Linked DNA regions of Zea mays: all the other regions are linked to region 3. A link is a contact called in public Hi-C data. All regions are on one chromosome and are shown on one strand. The core of a region is the stretch at or near the end of the contact, and the rest is flanking DNA. Distances in the headings are between cores, read along the strand shown.

Region 1 (2,700 bases), core at 144-2,643, 290 kb before region 3:
GTGTTCATGTCATCATCATTTAGGTTGGCACCATAGAGATCATACCCAAGGGCATGATCACCAGGGTTCAGCAGGTGCCCAAGATGCGTCCTCACAGTAAAGATGGTGTCATTCTTCCCGAAATCTGACACCCGGGCAACCTGAGCATAAGCCAATTGGTATCGAGACCCATCAATAGAAATTTCAGGCGATTCTTGTTCTATGTCGAGCACAATGTACTCCACAAGCTGCTTGCTGGTGAGAGTTGCCTTGAAATTATAGACCCTGTATTTTTTCTCCTCCAGGTGGTGCACTCGCAGCGTGAGGGGATCAAGAAGAGCAATGGCATTTGTGACCTTGACACAGAGCACGAGCGGGCCAAGGCCACCCATGTCCCGGGACGCCTGGGGACTGAGCGCGATGAGGTCCTCACGGCAGATAGGGCAGATATCGACCGAAAAGGTGTACTTGTAGTTGTAGACGCTGCTCTTGGTGTCGTGCGAGACGAGCTGCTTCGCTGTCTGAGTTTGGATAGGAGCGACGGTGGCAAGGAAGTCGACCAGGCGGGCGGCATGGGAACGCGAGCCGAAGAAGAAGTCGAGGCCGCCGGGGGCCGCCGCGACTCGGATCGCTAGGGAAGCCTGGCCGTGTTTTAGGAGGAGCTGCTCGAGGTAGAGGAAGGTGCGGCGGTGGGGCACGTGCTGGCGGAGCTGGACGACGGCGACCCACTGATCGGGGTTGGCCTGCGCGCGGGAGCAGGAGTCGCAGAGTCGGTCGTGGACGACGAACTCGACGGGGTGCGTCTGCTCGAGGACGATGCCGTGGAGCACCTCGCGGCGGAGGCGGAGGTTGAGGCGGAGGCGCTTAGAGTGGGGCTCGGAGAAGACGAACTCGGCGCCGGAGAGGGAGACGCGTAGCCGCGCGAGTGGGCGGTTGACTCGGCGGAGCAGGATCTGCATGAGCTCGGGCGACTCGGGTGTGGCGCGGAGCCAGGACCGCGGCGGCTGGAGGTAGGAGGAACAGTCGGGGCAGTAGACCACGGCGGCGTGGCGCGGGACGCCTTCGGTGATGTCGACGCGAGCGCGCAGGCAGCGCGCGCACATGTTGGCCGGGTTGGGCTGCATGGACACACCACACATGCAGCAGAGCACCGTGCCCGCCGTCGCCGCCGGCACGAACATACCGGTGCCGCCGGCCGCCGGCTCTGATCCTGGCAGCATCCTGATTACGATTGGATCAGACAGGGGATCGGGATGGAGGCGCAGGAACTACCTAGCGACCAGGGATTAGAGGAATTGGTGGAGAACTATCGTAGGGTTTTGTAATCGCAGGGGATGAATGCGGCGGCCGCGAGGCGGCAGAGGTGGTGACGAATGCGATGACGGAGTCCACGGTCGCGTGGGACGGTTAAGGATTGCGAGGCCTCCTGAATCCTGATCCTATATGGGCTTTTAGACCATGTCGGCTCATGGGCCGTGAAGTCTATGCTATGCTACCCTCCTCTTTGTAGTCACCACAGCGGTGGAAGTGGAATAGAACAGATCTGCTAACAAATAAACCAATTTTAAATTAACTGACAAAAAATGTTGTGAAATTAAGTTTGCTATGTAATCATCGTTAAAATAAAATATTAAAAATAAATTAAAATATTATATATGTATTTTATTATTTACTCTATCAATATATCAAATTTTAAGTTATAATTTATTATACATCAAGAGATCTAAAAAATTGCCAAATACAGATGATTAAAAACTATGAATTTTATCTTTTTTACATATCTTAGCATATGGTAAATTAAAACTTGATATATTGATAGAATAAATAATAAAATATAGGTATACTTTTTATATTTTTGTATGACTTTTGATAGTTTGATCGTACGATGATTGCACACGGTGAAAACATCTAGGCCCTATTTAGATTTCCATGGTTAATGACATTGCTAGATTATTATAATTAATATGTGTTTTTGAAAGTCACCTAGAGGGGGTGAATAGGCGAAACCTATAAATTATAAGCTTTGAACACGAACTTCACCTGGAGTTAGGATTAGAAACAAATAATAATGAATACAGAGTATGGAAGAGAATTTTTCTTGCTATGAGTTGCTCAATCAATGCGGATAACTTGAGGAGCTAACTCAAAGGATTGTGAGCAAGAGAACTTTTAGAGAGGGAGACGGGAGAGGGAGAATCAAATCACAAGTTGATGATCAACACAAATGAATACGATAATTTGTTTTCCGAGGTTCGGTTGCAATGAACCTACTCCCCGTTGAGGAGGCCACGAAGGTCGGGTATTTTTCAACCCTTTCCCTCTCTCAATCGATCACCTAGACCGATTGAGTGCTTCTTCTTAATCTCAAGGATCACAAAGACCCCACAAGGATCACCACACACTTAGGTGTCTCTTGCTAGCTTTACAAGTCACTTAGAGAGTTTAGAAGGAGATGAAGAAAACACGATTAAAAAGTCAAGAAACAAGAGCAAAAAATGAAACACGAATCACACTCTCTCAAGTCACTAATCACTTGTCTTAATTGTGGCACTTGAGGAGATTTGGAGCTCTGAATGTGTCTTGGAATGAATTTCTTGCTCTTGTATTGAATGTGGATGTATTGAATGCTTGGGTGTCCTGGATAGAGGTGGTTGGGGTTGTATTTATAGCCCCCACCATAATTATAGTTGTTGGACAGAAAGTAGCAGCTTTCTATCGACG
Region 2 (2,700 bases), core at 193-2,692, 320 kb after region 3:
ATGAACTTTATAGATGTACCTTGCATCATACTGTTCTGGTGACACAGCAAAATTACGAGTAAACATGGAAGTAAAGCGAAATTTTGGACCTTTCCATCATGCATAGCATAATGCCTAGTAACATGTGGGCCTGCTTGGTTCAGCTTTTTTGACCAGCTTTTCTGAGAATCTGGCTGTGGAAAGAATCTGGCTGTGAGGAGAATCTAAGTATCGTGGGGATTACATGCCGAGGAAGATGAAAGTGTCCATAGAGTTCGTGGAAGATTCCTACTATTGCAACGACTTCATCGATTCTGTGTTTATGTTGATTTTGAAGGGTTTTTATCAAATCGATTTTTATAGAAACGGACTAAAAAGCTGAGCGTTTGACAGTCTACAGCTTTTGGTGACCAGAAGCTGGAAAAAGCTCAAACAAACAGGGACATGTATATGCCACACCATATCACAAGAGACTTCGGTACTACATATGACATGTCATCCAAACAAGTGTGCCAGGCATACCAGAACACTAAAAATAATTTATAAGCAGATAAAACTGAAAAAAAGAGAAGCAGAAAACACATCAAGTAGAAAAAATTCAGAATTTTCATTCAAATAATCATATTTATTATATATTGCACTTGTACATATGAACATGTGATCAATCAGTCACGGTACCTGCTGCAGCAGATTAATATTACTACTATGTGCATGTGATCAATCAATCCACTGCAGCAGATTAGTACAGTATACTACAAGCATTTAGGCATGGCCACAGGTCCACGTACGTGGACAGGTGTGAGAAGAGAAGAGAAGCAGGTGAGGCGAGGCGACCTGACGAAGGAGACGTGGACGCCGAGGCTGCGGTGCGCCGCCGAGCAGTCGATGCAGAGGAAGACGCCGTAGGTGACGGACGCCCACGTCGGGTTCTTGGCGTTGCAATCGAAGCACATCTGCACGCTTGCACCGCCATCAGAAACGGAATTCGCACACACACAAAAAATATTGCACAGGCGGCACTCACACAGAGCAAAAGAAAGTGCGATCAATCCCGACTCCACAATCAAATCGATCACCCATAAAATCCAATCTAATCCACAGTACCTTGTTGTCCGATTTGGCGCGAAGCTTGCGGAAGACGGCGTTCTTATCTGCCGAGGCATCCATCGCCGCCATAGCGCCCACCCACACGGGCAACGAACCCGACCGAATTGAAACCACTCCGGACTGGAATCTTCTTCCCCGTGCTCGATCGATGGGTGGGCCAATCGATCGGCGCGGCAGAGAGGAAGAGGAGTCGCCGGGTGGGAGGAGATGGAAGGGAAGGGGTGGAGGCGAGGAGGAAGAGGAAAGATGGTGGAGGTGGACGGTGCTGCCCCTGCATCCGCATACGTTGATACGCATCAGCCTTTGCGTGCGTTGTCGTCTAGACCCCAGAGCGGCAGAGCCTAGACATACACATACCGGCCAAATTTTTTTTTTTTACAATTTAGCCATTTTCGGTTTTATTTTCAGAAATATACTCTTTTCAGTTTCATTTCAAAAATGACATATAGGTCGACGCCAACACTATTGACGCCTAACTAACACGGGCCGACGTCAATAGCATTGACATCTAAGTCTAGCACACGTCCGACAACATGGTGACGACATATGGCGCCCACGTGGTAGGGGTAGGCGGCGCCACAGATTTTGGCGCCTACCCCCTTTAAACTATACAACAACGTGTTTGGAGGTAAGCACCAAGATCTGTGGCGCCTACCCCTTTAAACCGAACCGGATCAGTTCTTCCTGGCTTTTCTCCATTCGTCTCTTTGCCTTCTCCTCTCTGACGCTCCTGCGCTCGCTGGCCCTCTCCGTCGCCATGCCACCACACGCCGCTCCACCCGTCCCCAGGCACCGCCGCGACTCGGCGTGCCCGCGTCGGCTGTCTTCGAGCCACGCCGGCTCCACTCCTCCTCGGGCGCCGTCGCGGCTGTGGGCCGCTTCCATCCTCGCGACACGCCCTGCCCAGCTGCGTCGCAGCCCACGCCACCACCATCATTGGTAGTTTTTTTAGTATTTTAAATATATAGTTAGTTTTTATTAGGTATTTAGTATTTTAGTTAATTAGTTAGTATTTTAATTAGTATTTTAGTTTTAATTTAGTTTGAAAACTTGGTATGTAGCTAATATAGTTAATATTTTAGTTATTTGGTTAGGATTTTAGTTAGTTATTTAGTTCAAAAACTAGGTTGAGTGTGATAAACGCGAGTTTGATTGAATGTGGTAAATGTGAGTTTTATTGAATGTGATAAATATGGATTTGATTGAGGTGATGGAGGTCGCCATGTGTTTAATGTGATTTGAATTTGGAGGTTTTAGTAACCTCCCCATACAGGGAGGTGATGTCCAAATTTTATACTTAGTACTATGTTATTAGTTGGTTAGTATTTAGTTATTAGTTAGCACTTAGTTAGTAGTTAGTTATTAGTGGGTGGTGGTTAGGGAATAACCATCAATAATGGTTACTGAATGATGGACAATTTTTTGAGCATATATCATGGTCATGGAGGCAATGTGGAAGAAGATCCCTATGGAAATGCTAAGTTCATTGACATGTGACACGTGCCCGTGCTATTCGTTGGTACACCCTCCTTGAGTGATATGTTTACAAAGGCTAAACAAAAGCTAGGTTACCATGAAGATGACGACTGTTGGGGGCCTTCGGCTTCCGAAGGT
Region 3 (2,700 bases), core at 67-2,566:
AGGTGCCAGACAAGATTACAAATCCAAGTAAAGTTAGCAACTTAGTATACACTGACCTTTCCACACTGTTCTTCATCTCTATTGCATACTCTCTCTTATCAGTCTGAGCACGCAGTGCACGTACAACAGGGCCTTTTGAGCTGTTCAGTACACGCTTTTGCAAGTAGCACCTATCAGAAGAAGATGCAATCAGTATGCTAAGATATCTTTGTTGATTAACTAGCAATCAAAATATGGACTCTCAGCCATTTGCACTCAGAGAAACTCATTCTCCAGGCAACAAGACGTTTGAACTCGTACCTATCGGTATTTTTTCCAATTTCACCACCAAAGGCATCTACCTCATGGACAAGTTGAGACTTTGCAGGGCCACCAACAGCAGGGTTACAAGGCTGGGTAGGGTAGATGAGTTGAAGCAGAACTACACTTCTAATACTAAAATTTAAATGGAATTCATTAACAAAGAATGTTTCCTTATAGTTATAGGCTATAGCATACTAAGATATGCAACATACTAATCAAAAATCATCTCTTCAGTTTCTATCGTACATTCATACCTTGGAACAGAATTTGTGCCCTACAAAAATGTTATCACAGGTAAGAGTTCACATTGCTAAATTTCTACACTGCAGGGTTTGATGGATCAATTCTTCATATAAGGGACATGATTTTTATTATCTAGCATCAGGAGTCAATGTTCAAGTAATTTCAGTAATGAACCTGACTAGAATATCTACCATCGGGGCAAAGCTAGCTCAGCGCAGACCTGCCACGCAATCCGGTCAATGTTGAGCGTAAAAGCAGGGTGCGCGCGCCGAGGCGAGACGAAGCAAGGGCGGCCTCGCATCCGGCATGGCCGCCTCCGACCACAATGCCAAACCTCGTTACCCGGTAGTACCAGGAGCAAGTGCATCTAGCGTCGGAGAGTGAGATCTGTGCGCGAGAGACAGAGAAGAAGAGAACCGTGACCGCAAGGGGGTGCGGCGGACGATCGACCGGCCCAGTGTTCGGAGCGGGGAGAGGAGACGGGAGAGGGAGAGCTTGAGGGTGAGAGGAGAAGGCAGAGTCTGACCTCAACAGCGGCGGCTGCGAGAGGAACCCTAGCGCGAGCTCCAGGCGAGGATAGAGGCGGCTGTGAGGACCCTGGCTCCAACCCTAGCGCGAGATCCAGGCGAGGCGGCTGCGCGAGCTCCAGGCGAGGCGAGGCGGCTGCGCGAGCTCCACGCCAGGACACAGGGAAGGGGCCTGCGCGTGCTCTGAGCTGCGAGGACAGGGAGCGAGTGGAGCCTGGCTCTGGAGAAACGGAGATTTTGGCCGTTTGTGATGGGCCTGGATGAGATGGTTATTTTGCACGAGCGTGACCTGGCTCAAACATTTGTTCAAGCAACCAAACACACGGCACTGTCAAAAACTGTATCCGATGGGCCCTGCACGAGCGCAAACAGGTAACCAATCAGCCCCTATATAATGGTCTCTCCCTTTGCAGGCTGCAGCTAGCTAGAGTAGGCCTAGAGCCGAGCCCGATCGAGCACGTCAATCAGCGGCACAGCATGGATGGGACTTGGACTATTCGATCGACTAGCTTTTGAGGTGTTTGGTTGCTCCTGCTAAAGTTTAGCTCGGGTCACATCAAGCGTTTGACTTTTAAATAGGAGTATGAAATATAGACCCAACCATCTGGACTAGATTCGTCTCGTCTTTTAATCTTCGGCTGACAAATTAGTTTTATAATCCGACTACATTTAATACCTGGAACGGAGGTTCAAACATTTGATGGGACAGGGGCTAAATTTTAGCGGGGTGTAACCAAACACCCCCGCCTGATGACCTGGCTAGCTAGGAGCAAACCCCCATGCATCATGCATATGATTAAGCTGAACCACTACACAACATATATAATCTAATTGTTATCCATCCCATAATCTCCAACATTGATCGTCGCTCCAACCACACAAACGGATACTCATGCCCTGCCGTCGGTACCAACCATCATCATGCCTGCCTGTGCCGCACCATCGGCAAGGCCTAGGCCCTACCCTTCGTTTCCCCATTTTCCTCTCCCATTCCAAGCTAGTCTTACTAGAACAAACCTGCCACCACCACCACCATTTTTTCTCATCTCAAAAGCTTGCACTACCATCAGTTCAGTTGCCCCCCCCCCCCCCCCCCCCCGCCTTGTCCGGCCCAAAAGTGCAGAGACATGGATTCATACTGTACAGGATGATTAGGGGGTGGGAAATTGCAAATAAAACCGGATATTACTGTGCTCCGGCCCCATGATGGATTGATTACCCATGCATTTACTTATACTAGTCGGTTACCCGTACGTTGCGACGGCTCACAATAATACTCACGTAAATTATCCACCAAAAAGATTTCAAGATTTTTTATTAATTGTCTCTGCTCTTCCCATAATAATTTTTATAAATGCACGGGTCCCATAGGTAGCAAATCAGAGACTCTCATCCCTCGCCTCCATCACTTTCATGGTTTCGTAGAGTAGGAGGGGAAGGGAAGAGGCAGACATACTTGTTCGTTGCCGGAGAAGGACACAACAAATACCTGGGCATCTGGAGGCGACATAGGTAGCATACGGCTAGATATATAAGGAGAGAGCATGCAAGCGGAGAAAGAAGCCTAGCCGGAGCAACTCCAAACCGAGAGGCACCTGCACCAGGCGTCAATCCAAGGAGGGCGAGA

Evidence for each region. A called contact is a pair of places that touch in the nucleus more often than the background predicts.
Region 1: a Hi-C map of bundle sheath shows a contact between it and region 3, with 3 times the contacts expected there. The contact joins the promoter of LOC100194368 here to the promoter of LOC111274019 in region 3. A contact is called at or near these places in 7 of 25 Hi-C or Micro-C datasets (bundle sheath, ear, endosperm and 1 more).
Region 2: a contact with region 3 is called in a Hi-C map of ear, with 4 times the contacts expected there. The contact joins the promoter of LOC103637695 here to the promoter of LOC111274019 in region 3. A contact is called at or near these places in 6 of 25 Hi-C or Micro-C datasets (bundle sheath, ear, leaf and 1 more).

What each region holds. Positions count from the first base shown.
Region 1 is chr1:100,560,383-100,563,082 of Zm-B73-REFERENCE-NAM-5.0, reverse strand. It overlaps LOC100194368 (nonsense-mediated mRNA decay NMD3 family protein), which reads right to left and starts at 1,393. Exons shown (of 2, transcript NM_001374348.1): 1 at 1-1,393. The coding sequence starts at 1,199.
Region 2 is chr1:99,948,925-99,951,624 of Zm-B73-REFERENCE-NAM-5.0, reverse strand. LOC103637695 (probable ADP-ribosylation factor GTPase-activating protein AGD8) reads right to left here and starts at 1,442. Exons shown (of 7, transcript XM_008660358.2): 1 at 1,084-1,442; 2 at 814-932. The coding sequence starts at 1,383.
Region 3 is chr1:100,271,194-100,273,893 of Zm-B73-REFERENCE-NAM-5.0, reverse strand. It overlaps LOC111274019, which reads right to left and starts at 1,316. Exons shown (of 2, transcript NM_001357142.1): 1 at 1,073-1,316; 2 at 1-170.